Regions from separate parts of the Mus musculus genome. Here region 2 is linked to region 1. The links are chromatin contacts, called in public Hi-C maps. All regions are on one chromosome and are shown on one strand. Each heading gives the region's core, a stretch centred on a gene start, on an enhancer-like site or on the middle of the called end of the contact. The rest is flanking DNA. Distances are from core to core; before and after follow the strand shown.

The links. Hi-C and Micro-C count contacts between places; a contact is called where the count stands out from the background.
Region 2: a Hi-C map of B cells shows a contact between it and region 1, with 5 read pairs. The contact joins the promoter of Ppp1r14b here to the promoter of Kdm2a in region 1. A contact is called at or near these places in 4 of 39 promoter capture datasets (cranial neural crest, hippocampal neurons, liver and 1 more), 1 of 484 Hi-C or Micro-C datasets (B cells) and 2 of 9 other capture datasets (adipose tissue and liver).

Annotation. Positions count from the first base shown.
Region 1 is chr19:4,393,964-4,401,172 of GRCm38.p6, reverse strand. It overlaps Kdm2a (lysine (K)-specific demethylase 2A), which reads left to right and starts at 4,096. Exons shown (of 21, transcript NM_001001984.2): 1 at 4,096-4,862; 2 at 6,281-6,381. The coding sequence starts at 6,340. 9430078G10Rik (transcription initiation factor TFIID subunit 4) reads right to left here and starts at 5,289. Exons shown (of 3, transcript XM_030251152.1): 1 at 5,280-5,289; 2 at 3,723-4,843; 3 at 2,532-3,062. The coding sequence starts at 5,289. The coding sequence ends at 2,532.
Region 2 is chr19:6,970,646-6,977,854 of GRCm38.p6, reverse strand. Ppp1r14b (protein phosphatase 1, regulatory inhibitor subunit 14B) reads right to left here and starts at 2,807. Exons shown (of 4, transcript NM_008889.2): 1 at 2,349-2,807; 2 at 1,228-1,311; 3 at 965-997; 4 at 531-873. The coding sequence starts at 2,606. The coding sequence ends at 805. Fkbp2 (FK506 binding protein 2) reads left to right here. Exons shown (of 6, transcript NM_001166368.2): 6 at 1-118. It overlaps LOC114841036 (Uncharacterized protein LOC114841036), which reads left to right. Exons shown (of 6, transcript NM_001370419.1): 6 at 1-270. Gm52400 (a long non-coding RNA gene) reads right to left here. Exons shown (of 3, transcript XR_003952919.1): 3 at 4,628-5,176. It also overlaps a transcript of Plcb3 not described here.

The DNA of each region.
Region 1 (7,209 bases), core at 2,847-5,346:
GAGACAGGCAGGTGTCTGACTTTAGACCACCTTGGTCTACATAGCAACTTCTTGACCATCCAGGACTGCTCAAGTGAGACCTTGTCTTAAATGAAAAACAAAACAAAAAACAAAGAGAAAGAAAGATGGAAGCTGGATATGGTAGCACTTGCCTTTAGTTTCGGCACTCGGGGAGGCAGAGGTAGACAGATATGATAGCTGTTCCTGGTTGTCGACTTGATTACATCTGGAATGAACTACAATCCAGAAATGGAGGGCTCACCTGAGATCTTGACACAGGCTTCTGATTTGGATCTTGACATGGGATGGCACATGCTTTTGAGCCAGATATTGAGGCTTAGTAGCCATGAAAAAGCTCAGTTTCAGGTAAGGTGGTACAGGAGACAGGCAAGCACATCTCTGAGTTCAAGGCCAGCCTGGGACAGAGCAAGTTTCATGTATAGAAAAGCTTAGGTCCAGGCATGGTTATGCATACCTTTAATGGTGGCTACACCTTCTGCTGGAAGCCTACACAAGGACAACAGGAAGAGGAAGGGTTCATTTTTCTTTACCTGCTTGCACACATCTGCCAGCAGATCTGTTGGAACCTGCTTCTTCAGGATTTCAGCCTATAAGAAGACTGGCTAAAACACCTAGCCTTGTGGGACTGAGCAACTACTAAATTCTTGGACTTCCCACTCATACCTGCCCGTTGTTGGGCAGCAGACTGTAAGTCATTCCAATAAATTCCCTTAATATATAGAGACATTTCATAAGTTCTGTGACTCTAGAGAACCCTGACTAATATAGCAGATCTCTGAATTCAAGGCCAGCCTGGTTTACAGAGTTCCAGGGCATCCAGGGCTCTGCCACACAGAGAAATCCTACGTCAAAAAGCAAAAACAAACTACCACCAACAAAGAAAGATACTGGGGCTGATAAAATGGCCCAGTTGGTAAAGTGCTTGCCTGAGTTTGAGCCTTAGAATTCATGTAAAAAGAGATGGGTACTCATACTGTACTTGCAATCTTAATGATGGAATGGCATAGACAGATATTTCCTTAGCGTACCCTGGCCAGCCAGCTTACCTACTTGGGAGTTCCAGGTCAGTGGGAGACTTTGTCTCTAAAAGAAGAAAAAGGTAGATGGTCCCTGAGGAATGTTACCCAAGGTTGTCCTCTAGCCGATACACACCTTGCCTCCATACATAGGCTCGCATATTTGGGTTTGTATGCACTATGAGGGCAAGCAGACAGACACTGACACACATATGCATAAAAAGCTGAAATGAGTTTACAGTTTATTAAGATACCAGATGATTCCAGATAGGGACCATTTTATCAAGGCTTCTAGGATTTTTTTTCTTCCTTCTCATAAACCACTTATCTCCTCTTTCTTTAGCTCCATAGTTCAAAGGTCTAGTGGCCTTCTTGGGGAACTGCCCCAGTTCTAGACTTCTGGAATGATTAAAGGCAAAACAGTAGTCCTCCCAGATCTGCCCCTACCCATCAGAGCCACTATGATTTGGGGTAATACGATGGGCCATCTGCTTTGGTAGATGGCAGCCAGCCTGTAGAGACAGTATTGTTTAGTCAGTTCCCCTACTGTAGTGTAGTTGAGATTTTTGTTTTATAGCTACAAAAATCCTGATGTCTTTGGGGCCACACCTGCCACTGGATATAAAAGACTACCGCCTTTTTCTGAGACAGGGTTGCACTCTGTAAGGCCAAGCTGACCTGAATTCATTATCCACATAGGTTGGCTTTTAACTTATGGGACTCTTCCTGCCTCAGCCTCTGTGGAGTCCTAGGATTGCCTCCCAAGTGTGAGTCACCACACGGGTAAGAGTACTAGTTTAAAACATATTTTACTATAGCCTGGAACACCAAAAGAGGCCTTCAATCTGGCAAAGTTTCTGACAGTGACTCTTCGAAGCAATGCTCTAAAAAGTCTGAAAAGCAACTGGTATCAGAATAAAGTGACTTTGCTCAGTGCCTGGCTGCAAGATAATGAGACCATACAAACCAATCACTTTTGTTGTGAGATGTTTCTGTTGGCAGTTGCAGAGCTGTGAACCTCTATCACAGTAATATGCACACGTTTAATCTTATATTCCCATTGTTTAGTTTTAAAACGAGTTTAGAAACACAAAGCTCTTTCTCTTGTCTACTAAAGATGTGAAAAGCAGCAGAGAATGTCTGTTAAAATCCTGTGTGCAAAACTTTTTGCTGTATTAAGTAATACTTTGGATTTAAGGAGTGTCTTTCTTTACCCCAGTTCAAACTGTGATAGCAAAAGAAAGTATCATTTTTTCCAACTGTCGGCCACTAACGTCTTCCTAAAAGACCTAGAAGGCTGTTTACGAACGTTATTATGATAGCTCTACCACGGTAGTCTTCCTCTTCCAACCCAGACTCTTCAGAATCAAGGTGAAGAGTTGGAAACCAAGGCAGGGAGAAAAAAATGTGACACCAGTCAGCAAGGGGAAAGTGCCAACCTCAAGCACTTGGATGTGTAGCGTCCAGGCCACCGTCCTTTGTGGGATTTACAATTTAAACGGGCCTCAAAGCACGAGATTGGCTGGGGAACTGCCCTGAGCGCAGTTGGGCTGCTCGCATGGCATTGCTGTTACCTCTGGCTGGGCTCCGTCGACGTCCGGAGCCCGCTTGCCCGTCGGGCGGCTGTCGAGCCGCGGGAGCCGGTTCGTCGGCAGGGCCGAGCAGCTTGGGCCGCCGCTGCCCCATCGCTGACCCTCGCGCGAAGCTGCGCACACAAACCGGAGACATTTTCTCGGCTGGGCCTCCCTCGCAAGCCGCGGCCCTGGGGTTAGGGGCGGCCCGCGCCCCTCTCCGTGGGGGGTGCCCCGACTCGCCGGGGGCGGGGTCACGTCCCACCCGGGCCGCCGAGGGCACCGGCGCTACGGAAACCTGAGCGTGGCCAACAGCAGGGGCTCCCTGGGCCACCTCCCTGGGAGCCTGCGGCCCGCAGTGGGGTGTGCTAGCTGCTGCCACCCCTGAGCCGTCGTGGATCCCACTGTCGCGCACAGCACCTGTGGACTCCCTTGTCAAGCGTCTGGAGCTGCCCTGAGGGAACAGAGCTCGGGACAGACATGCTACTGCTACCGGTTCCTGCCCCTTCGGAGCGGCGAGGAGTGGGTGAGGCGAAACCGGTTCGCTGCACGGACAGGAGCTCCCCCCGTGCTAAGGGCGGCCAGGCCCTGCAGCGGGGGGCGCAGGGGCCTACTCCGGGATGGCGAGCAGGTGGGCCTCGGCCGGCCGGCGCGTGAGGGAGGGCGCCCGGCGGGAGGGCGCTTCTTTCCGTGCACTCCCTGGGTCTGACAAGACCCGAGCACAGCACCCGGCTCTGGCCCGCTCCCATGGCATGACCCCGGGGGACCCCGCGTTGAAGCGGCCAACGGCTGCCCTGACCCAGGCCGTCTGGCCCACGTTTGTGTGACCCGTCTGACCACCCAGCAGAGGTGGCTCGAAGGGGAAGGGGAGATGCTTCCTACTGCTTGGGGCGGGGTGCTGTGTTTTGTGGGGGTCGGGGGTCACAACCCTCCCTAGAGTAGTGGGGGAGGGAGGGCGGCTGGCGCAGCTGGCCGGCGGTGGGCGGGGTCACCGGCGAAGTTGCGAGTGTGTGTGTGTGTGTGTGTGTGCGCGCGCGCGCGCGTCTGTGTGTGCGTGTGTGTCTGTGTGCGGGTGTGGGGGAGAGAGAGAGCGCGCGCGGAGGAGGCTCGCGACTGGCGCGCAGGCGCAGGCACCCGGTCGAGCCGGCGACCTGAGAGGAGGCGGGCAGGGAGCGGGGGCGGTAGGCCGGCCAGAGGGCGTGCGGGCTGACGCGAGGGGGGGAGGGCGGGGAACCGCGTCGGCGTCGCGGGGCGCGGGCGATTCGAGGCCGACGCAATCGGCGCGTGCGCGCTCCGGCGGTGTGTCCGTGGTAGAGGGGGCGGGGTGGGGTGGGGGGAGTGACGCGTGCGCGTTCACGTGTGTCCCGGAGAGCGGTAAGACGCGCAGGGAGGCTCGAAAGAGGTGGGGGTGGAGAGGCGACGGGAGGGAGGGGGTGGTGGTGAAGAGAGGGCGCCTGCGCAGTGAGGCCGGAGGAGCTGTGTGTATGTGAGAATCTGACGGGTTCAAAATGGCGGCGGCTGCTTCAGCGGATCCTCCTGTGTGAGGGAAACAACACCCCTCCCCGGCAGCGGCGGCGGCGGCGGCGGCGGGCCGCAGAGCACCTTTCCAGTTCCCGGGCCCGTCGCGGTTGTTTCCCTCCCGGGCAGTGGGCTCTTCGCGTGGAAGGGCAACGTCAGGGGGCCCATCCCCCGGAGTCCCTCCTCTGCTACTGGGGAGTAGCTGGGGGTGTACGGGGGATCGTCCCGCAGCGCGGAGCCCCGGCTCAGGGGACGACGCAAAGGCAGCCGAAGGCCCCCGGTCAGGGCGCTTCGCTGCTCCCGCCCTCTCCGCCCCCCGGGGCCGGGGCCCGCGTTCCGGGGGGCCGGGCGGCGCGGGGAGCGTCGGCCGGGCGGGTCTCAGCTGATCGGCCGCGGTTCCTGGGCTTCGGTAGCGGCTGTGGCCGGCTGAGGGTACCGAGAGGAGGGTGTTTCCCGCGGCCCGGTTGACCCGGGTCTCGGGCTGGGGCTGCTGACCGCCAGCTTGGGGGAGTAGCCGAGTGGTCTTGCTTCCCTGACGCCTCGGACGCGGAGTCTGTAAAAGCCAGAAGAGGAGGTTTGATTCAGTAACTGTTTCCTCTTTTCCGGGTCGCTCTGACCCTTCTCTGGATACTGGGTTAATACACAGAAATACCGAAGACGACGTTTGGGATTTTATTTTGTCTGTGTTTGGAATTTTACTTCTCTCTTGGACAAGAACTCAAGAACAAAATCCTCGGTGAGATTTCCCCTCCCCCCTCCCCCGCCCTGGGAAGTTTGGTTCCCGGTCTTATCTAAAGACTTAATGTAAAGTTTTTATTTCTTTGCAAGGGGTGAGCCACAGAACGCCTTTTCCCTAGGGGAGCAGTCGAGGTTTACCGCTTTGCTGTCCGGCCCTGGGGTGCAGACTGTGTCCCTCGCGACCGAGGCCGAGGAGGGCAGTGCCACGAACTGCTCTCGCAAACTATGTCATCGGGTCCTCTGAAAGGATTTTGTTAACGTGGCCGTATTATATTTACAAGAGAGAAAAAAAACATTTGTATATCCAATTAGAAGCCATTATTCTGGAGAAAGATATTTAGAAAAACGAAAACCCTTGCTTGGTGTTGTGGATTGATTGACGTGCCAACCGGCCTTTATTTAATGGATGTTTCACCCGTATCCATATATCGAGACGTTTCATTTATTATTTACTCATCTAGATTAGATGGTATTTTTGCCTCCGTTTGCAACTCTCAAATTTGTTCTGTAGTTGTCCACCTTGAGGTGGATGGTAGTTTGGGGAAGGCAGTTCCTTACTAGAAGGATATGGGACATTGGTTTGAAGTCTTTCTGTAAAACCAAATTTTTCTTGCCCTCTTTTTTTTTTTTTTTAATGAAAGTAACCTCCCCGTTTTGCTTATAATTTGTTATTACCTGTTTGAGAACTCACTGGTTTAGGGTCTGGCTTAGTTTTGTGTGTACTTCACCTTCACCTGGCCATTCAGCACTTTAGAAATAAAAGTCCTTCCTGGGTTTGGTGCTGCACACCTTTGCCAGCACTGGGCAAGCAGAGGCAGTCGGGTCTCTTGTAAGTTGGAGGCAAGCCTGGTTGGTCTATGTTGTAGTTCCAAGACCACCAGGGCTATGTAGAGAGATCCTGTCTCAAAACAACAAAACTTAAACACACACACACACCAGCAAACATACAGAAGAAGAGAAGTAAAAGTCCTGAGCCTTTTCACCTGCATTATATCTGTGTAAGGGTCCCTTAGAACTGGAATCAGACAGTGACCTGCCATGTGGTTGTTGAGAATTGAACTCGGATCCTCTTGAAAAGCAGCAGTGCTGTTAAGCACTGAGCCATGTCTCCAGTCCCCTCTATCTATCTATCTCTTTATCTATCTATTGCTAATGTTAGCAGGAAGAATTTTGCTAGTTGCAATCCCATGAGCAGAAACAAATGATGTGGCTGGTCCTAAGGAACTGAAACCAAAGTCTCCTTTTGCTTAGGTCTTATTTTATAGTTGTGATGTGATTAATATTGACAAGACATGGCACCATTTGCCCAAGAGGATAAAGGATTCTCAGAGTCTTTAACTTAATGAGAAGGGGAGGTATAAGTTCCATAATGAGTTCTTATTTCTCTTCATTTCCTTTGTAAATTTGGATCCTTAGGAAGAGGAAGGCATCCCTGGAGTGGTTTCTTTACTGTACTTCCATCAGAAGAGTGAGAGATGGAACCTGAAGAAGAAAGGATTCGGTACAGCCAGAGATTGGTTAGTATTTTCAATTCCCTCCTTTTGGAAAAAATTATTTTAGATGGCTTTTCTGTGTACCAGAGGAGGGGTGAAAATATATTGATATCTCACTTGGTTTTTTTTTTGGTTTTGTTTTTTGGGGTGTTTTTTTTTTTTTTTTTTTGGTCAGGTAGTTAGAACCTTAATTTATAGTGTTTGGCAGTGGAGTTAAAGTCTTAAGTTTTAGAGAAATCATTGCAGTTCTGAAAATCAAAGGATTTTGTGGATTGTAATGAGACAAAGATTCCTAACTTTGCAATAGTGGCATTGTAGTAAATCTAATTAAGTTATATTAAAATGTAAATTTTAAGAACAAACCAAGGAAGGATAGTTAACATTTTGGTAAGTTTGGAACATTGCTATGACTGATTTGAGGACAGTACTATATGCTAATAAAGGTCTTTGTCTTTAATATTTTGGAAGGAATTTATGAGACATGCTACTGAAAGAAAACTTTATAGTTTAAACATTAGCTCATACATGGGTTTGAATACTTTTAGTTCTGTTATTCTTTCAAGGTTGCTCTATTGGTGTTTAATGGTTTGTTTGTTTTGTTTTGTTTTGTTTTCTCCTTAGTCAGACCTTTATTAGTATTATTTACTACATATTCATTTTGAATATTCAAATTTGTATTTGTAAAGTAGGATAGGAGAGACACAGAATTGTATGTAGTATGTGAATTCTAGATCTAGAATATTGCTTAAGATTTTATGTGGTTTCATTTCTTTTAGTGAGAAACATAGTTCTTGAATTCATTTTCTGATGATCTGATGATCTTCACTCTTAGAGAAAAGGCTATAGATTTTT
Region 2 (7,209 bases), core at 1,558-4,057, 2.6 Mb before region 1:
GAGGCCCCCCCGTCAGGGACCAGAACTGTAGCAGGCTGCAGAGGGCTAGGAGGCCCCCATCAGGGACCAGACTGTTTAAAAACAAAAACAAACAAAAAAACCTTTAAAACCCCCAAGAGTGAGTCTGTATTTCTTTGTGGATCCTAAGGAACTTAGATTAGTACCTTAGCATCAGTGTTAGGGCAGGGCACTGGTGTAACGTGAATGGGTTGGTCCCCAAGTTGAACCCCCAGCATGGGGGAAGGGAAAATAAAACCAGCTTCAATCTCATATCATATCTTCCCTGATAATTGCAGAGCGTTGAGGTTTAGCCTCAACAGCCTAGAGACCTTACCCAGTGCGGATAAAAACTCTGAAGACTGTAGGTAGCAACACTGCTCCCCAGCTGCTTGGAATAGCAATCTGGGAGTCAGCCTGAGTTATCACCATGGCTACATGGGCTCCAAGAAGGCCCAGGATCACCTGGGGAGTAGACGAGCTGGTGACAATTGTAGAGCAGTGTGTCCCCCGTAAAAGACCAGCCAAGCCTGTTAGCTGCTCCAAAGGCTGTATCCTAGCTTTATTTTTAAAGGGCCTGCGCCGCAGAGTCAATATAAAAACACAAAAAGTCCCGTCAGTTTAATAACAATAAAAAACCCCAAAAGTGGAAAACTGAGGGCAAGGGAAATGACCCCTAGGCAGGGGCACGGGGATCCCTGCTCATGGCACCAGGCCTGGCTGCAGGGTCCCCCGGTATTGCTGTTGCTACGAGGTTGGGGGGCAGCGATTGTCCTGTGGGAGCCACGGCCGTCTGAGTCAGGACCCTCATTTCTTCTGGGGTGTGCTCAGCTTCTGCATGCCCCGGATCTTGTCCAGCAGGCCAGAGATGAAGGCCTAGATAGGAGGGGGCTGTTAGAGAGGCCAGGATCCCGATGATAAGCTGCACACATACACACCCACCCTAAGGGCAAGGAGAATAGCTTACCTCAGTGGGTTTGTAACAGTCAACTAACAGCTCCTGGCAAGGGAGAACACAGCACATAGTGACTTCTTGAGGACAGGGGCTCTCAGTTCACCTATACCCTCCCCAGGGACTGAGGCCACTTAGGAACATAGCTAAGTTAAGTTCCGTGAGCCTTATTTTTCCAGAGGCAGATGACCCAAACCAAAGAAGGTATGGCCCTAGGGCCAAGCCTCCCCAAGGGGCCGTGTCTCCAGACAACCCTCCACTAGGTGACCTCAGCTTACCTTGACCCTAGCAGCCCGGGTATCATCACTCTCCATGTCTAAAAGTTCATCCACATCTATCTCGAGCTCCGGGATCTCCTCCTCCTGGGGTAGAGGCGGGGAGAAGCACAGACAAGTGTCTCAGCCAGGAGAGGGTGTGGAGAGGGCTCCCTGCCTCACTCAAAACCAGCCCAGCCCTCCTTGCCCAGCAAAGACAGCTGCTCTGGGAAGGAAAACAGATCAGGTCTGTGCCAAGGCAAATTGCCCAATGAGGGGGAACTTCCTGTCCCTGCCAGTGGGCACCAGGGGCGCCAGACAGACAGGGCTGGGGACCTTGGGCTTTGAACCTAGCAGATGTGCCTTCTCAGCATCCGGGACCTCCGGCTCACCAGAGCACTGGTGGGCCAGCTGTCCTAGTTCATCACAGCCCTCCCCTCCCCCAAACACCTGTCACAGCTTCCTGGGGGGGGGGGGAGGAAGTGAGGGTGAGGGGTCAGTGTGAAAGACCCATGCTTGATAAAGGGGAAACAAAGAGCCCATGCTTTGAGGAGAAAGGGGTACACCCCCCTCCCCAAGGGTACAGCTATCACACTTGGAGCCAGCTGCATTCCAGGGCTGGGCTAGGGTAGGCATTAGAGGGCAGGCCCACTCCTCCACCCTACCCCTGGGGGCCTGAGTCACCATCTGAACAAGCAAGGAACATGGGGTGGAGAACCAGAGCTGGGAGAGCTGGTTAACCTGTCTCTGTAGACAGAATGGCAGGCTAGCCCACAACAACTCCTCAGATCCTTTGTAACACTTGAGACAGTTAAACTAGTACCTTTCAACTAGTGTCGATGCTAGCCCAGACTAGACTAGACCTTTCACTGTTAGCCCAAGCTAGACCCCTGCCTCCAGCAGGCTATCTAGTTCTTCTAGACTCGGCGAGGACACTATGCTTAACCTGAGGCAGTACCACGAAGGACGCAAGGTCCCGGGCAGCGGAGAAAGCTAGAGTGTCTTAGGTCAGGCAAGAAAGAGCGCACACTCACTGGGAGCGGCGAGTGCAAGACCGGTGGCTTGGCAGCAGAGCTCCCATTGACTCTGGAGACAGACCGACTTAGGGCCGATTTTAGGGTATCCGCGCGGGGTGGGGAGCACACCTGGCAGTCGTAGAGTCGCGTGAGCTGTTCTAAAATCCACTCCTCCAGGTTGAGGCGCTTCCGTAGCTCCTTGCGGTCGTACTTGACGGTGACCTTCCCTTGCCGTCTCACCGGGCCATCGTCATCAGCGCCCCCCGGGCCTTCGCCTGCGGCCCCAGGGGGACTCTGGAAGTAGACTCGGGGCCCTGTGCTGCCACTGCCCGGCCCGGGGGCCGGGGCAGCTAACGCCGCGCCCCCCGCGGGGCCGCTGTCCGCCATGGCGGCCGCCGGGGCCACGTGCGCGCTCGGGCCCCTCCCTGCGCCGCCGCCTCCCGGACGCCCGCCGGCTGGCTCCCGGCCGCTGGCTCCGGTTAGCTCGCGGGCTCCGTTCCGCGCAGCTCCGCGGCGAGGGCGGCGGCGGGGGCGCCCGGGGGCAGCTGCAGCATGCGGAGCCCCCGGGCTTGGCCTGGCCGCGCCCCGCCCCCTCCCCACCGATCCGCCCGCCCTTTGTCCCCCGCGGCCGCCGCCCGAGCCGCCGCCGCTGCCGCTTTCTCTGTCTTGCTCTCTTCCCCCGCCCCCCGACCACACCCCCTTAAAGGGCCAGCCCCGCTTCAGGCCCCCTCTCCCCAACCCCGCCTCCTGAAAGGGGATAGGGGAGGATCTACTTTGCCGGGTTTGGGGACTGTCTGTCCGGTTTCCTATAACTTAACCTCTGGCCTCAAACCTAGACTTCTAGGTGTCGGATGCCTGGATCTTCACGCCACTAGGACCATAGTCCTCTTCTGACCCTGTTTCATTCTGTCACTAAGGTAGAAACAGACAGTCTAGGCATGAGACGGTGTGGGCGCAGATGCGGTGAGGAACGTGCGGGACCCTTGGTCATCAAGGGGCGAGAGAACTTCCGCGCATGGGTCGACACGTGGACAGGGCTTCCGGGGATCGGAGGTGTAAAGGGGTCCAGGCACTGCCCAGGTGCCGGCCGGGATGCCCTACTTGGTCTGGTCTCACGCCCCTCAAGGAAGAGCTCGGGGTGGGGGCGTGTAGATTTGGCCGTTTGGCTTACAATAGCCAGGACTGGGACGACCACCGCCCACCGGCTGAGATGGCGGCGCGCGTGGTATTGTGGGCAATGTAGTCAGCGGCTCGTCGATGCTGCCCCTCCCAGCTGCAGAGCCCGCATTGAAGCGCAAACTTGTTTGGGGCGCGCCCCTCTGAGCTGGCAGGATTGTGCTGGGCGAGGCCCTGGGCGCCCCGCAGCTTGAGCGTGTGCAAAGGAGGAAACTCGGGTGCAAAGAGCTAGCATGTGGGGAAGCCAAAACTCACAATGATAAAGGTAATAATAGCAGTTGACCCCAAATGAGCGTTTATTGGGACCCCTGCCTGTTCTGCTGTAGGGACAGCAAGCTAGTTCACCCAGTAACTTCTCGATCCTTCACACTTTAGGAGGCCACCTTCCAGTCTTCCTTTATTCTGTCTGCATCTTTAAATTGTTTCATTCATTCCTTTGTCTTTCTGCTAGAAAGCGAAAATTTGGTGGGCCAGAGCTCTGAGGACTCTGCTGATACCTTAGCTTGGGTCAGCGTGCTCCTTGTCAAACCTACAGGCATTAGGACACTATTAGGTCCATACCGAATTCTAGCTCGAAAAACTCTCAGACTCAGGCAAAGGACTCTCCATCCTATTGGTTGAACAAACGACCGAAAAGAGGTGGTGGGTGGGGGGGGGGGGACCGATGGACTTCCTCTGAAGGCTGTGGGGAACATTAAACGGGAAAACTCGTGGACACTTCAGTTGTGAGAGCACATAGTTAAGTCACAGGGCTATATAAAGGGGGAGCTGGGATTTTGAGCCCGGGCTGTATGACAACCACCACCACCACCACCACCACCACACACACACACACACACACACACACACACACACACACACACACACTAAGGCAGAGTCTCTACCAGTCTCCTGCCACCCACTCCATCTCATACTACCCAAGGAGGTTGTGTAGCACTTTCTGGATGTCTCTATGGCTCTCAGTTTCAAATAGTCTCAAGATTACAGGGACAGCAAGTCCTAGCCCTGTATGGACATCTTCTGAGCAGGCAGATTTCAGAGTTTGGCTTAGGGTCCCACAGATGCTGCTACCTCCAAACTCAAACCCGGGACTTTAGGCTTTTTTTTTTTTTTTTTTTTTTTTTCGAGACAGGGTTTCTCTGTATCGTTCTGGCTGTCCTGGAACTCACTCTGTAGACCAGGCTGGCCTCGAACTCAAAAATCTGCCTGCCTCTGCCTCCCAAGTGCTGGGATTAAAGGCCTGCACCACTAGGCTTCTCTTTTATGCTACTTTTTGTTATTTTATGTGTTACAAATTTATGTTATGACCACTTTGTATATGTGTATGCAGTACGTGTACCACCCCAAGACTATGGAGGACAGAACAAGGTTTTGACTTTCCTAGAACTGGAATTACAGGTGTTTGTGAGCCACTATGTGGGTGTTGGGAATTGAACCTGGGTCCTCTGCAAGAGCAAGTGTTTTTAATTTCTGAAGCATCTCTTTAGCCCCCTCGATGCTATTTTTTTGGAGAGAAGCCACAGCGTTTAGGGATGTAGGTCAGGGGTAGAGCACTTGCCCAGCATGTGCAAGGGTATGGGTTTGATTCCCAGTACCGTAAAGATAAAGTAAAGGGAGATGAGTCTGGGGAAGTAGCCGCCTTGGAACAGTGCTTACCTAGCACGCACCGTGCCGTGGGTTCGATCCACAGCACCACATACAGTTGTTATCATCGCAGTTGTGCAGGCAGGAGGCTGAGAAGTTCGGGCTCATCCTTGGCTGCTGGGTGGGCTTGAAGCCAGCTTGTGATACATGAAACAATAAATAAGTAAGCCGAGAAGGCAGGTGGGGAGTGAGCTGCTTACTGAGGAGAGCGGCTGGGGGGGAAGCCCTCTGGTTCTCAGTGGGGGGAAGCACTGCAGTAAGCTGATGTTTCTTCCCTTAGCAGCCCACAGCCCACTGTCTGACATTAGCTTCTCTTCAGCTAGCCTGGACAGCCCGGGAGGTTGGCTCCTGCTGCTGTTGCAGTTTAGGCGTGACCCTTGCATGTTGAGCCTGACTTCCTCCTCCATGCCTGCACTAATGGGAGAGTCTCTTTTCCCAGGAACAAATTCCCTGCATGCCCAGCTCACCCCACTAAGGGCAGAGCAGCTCTTTTTGAATCCCAGCATGGGTTTGTACCTTGAAGGAATGGTTGCGACAGATACTGTGAGAGTTGAGTCCATGACTCTGAAGACCGTCAACCCTGCCTGTACCCCCAAGATGATGATATGGAACACTGCCTTTCCTGGCCCTTGACCATATATTTGATGTCACATGCCAGGTCCTTTCAGAGGCATGCCCATCCTGCTTCTCCCTCTGGCTCCCTCCCATGTCATCCCCAGAGCATCCTTGTTTTCCTGGGGCTGGCTGCTGCTCTGTCTTGTTTCTTCTAATGACTATTCACTGTGAGAGGAAAGATGGGTCTGCTAGCCTACAGCTTTCTTGGAACCTGGGCCGCTCAAACGGGAGCCCTAGCCTTGAAGCACAAGGGGTCGGATTCAAGTCCTGACTCTGCCCAGGAAGTGGGCAAATCACTCATGTGAAAGGCGTGTCTTCCAGGAGGCCGGGATCCTGACCTCCCTGTGACCTGGAGCTCGGGCTCTGGAGCCTTCATCCTGCTATGCTCATCCACCAGCCCTCCTATGACTGGAGAGTGCCTAGCTTCTCCTGCAGCCTCAGGCTGTGGCTTCCCATGGTAATGTGGCCCCCTCCCACCAGAGAGCAGCTAAGGATGCTTGCAGCACCTCCCTGAATCAGAGGCCCTGGGGAGGGACCTGTGGGCCCAGACCAATCCCTTAATCAAGGGTAGAGGCCGGAAAAGCTGCCTTTATTCCCCCCATTACTGCATGCCTAGAAACTCTATTACCATTCCAGGGCTGGAAGAAAGCATCCAAAGAGGAAGAGGGAGCCTTCTAATGGGGGGCTGCCTGGCCTCAAGAGATTAGTGGTGGGGGAAGAAGAGGGCCTGGCTCAACAAACAGCTTCCATCCTGTTTTTCAAGGCCCTGCTTCCAGAAGCTTCTGGGAGGGCTCAGTCATCCTGCCCTTAGCGTTGGTGTGCAGGATCCCCTGTGCCCTTTTTTTACTCTTTCCCCTTTGACATTCCCAGTTTCTTTTCTACCTGTCACCCGTCTACAGAGGGGTGTGTGTTTATTGCACTGTGATAACTAGCTCCTGGATAAGGGAGTCCTGGATTTGAAAGCAAGCCTGTGGGTAGAGGCCAATCTCCACTCTTAATGGTTCTGATCTCTGGAGGAGGTGGGTGGTAGTTGGAGCTCTGAAGGGGTATTTTCTTATAGTCCTTGTGGAGGAGGAGAAGGAGGAGGAGGAGGAGAAGGAAGAAGAAGAGGAGGGAGATGACAGGCCTGCACCCCCCCCCCTTTTCTCCTACAGACCAGGGAGCAGAGGCAGGAAGCAGAAAGAGGGGTTAAATCCTCTCAGGAAGCTGTGTGACCTTGGGCAAGTCCCTTCCCCTCTCTGGGCCTCAAGTGGAGATAACAATCACACCACTGCACAAGGCCACAGCCAAAGACAACTAGATTCATTAAGTTTGCCGCCATGATGGCGATTTGGAGGACAGCCAGTGCCAGGCAGGGCTCCTCTGGAGGCCTGAGCGCCTGGGGCAAAGGCGCCGGTAGGGAAGCTCCTCCTTAGCCGACCCTCCTCCCCCAGAGCTAGCTCCAACTCTTTCTGGGTTTCTAGGTGACTTGGCTGGCCCCTCTGGATGAGTTCTACTTTAAACCTGCTGCTGCTGCCTCCTCTGTATTGGGGGGGCTCCCACAGGGGCCCCCAGG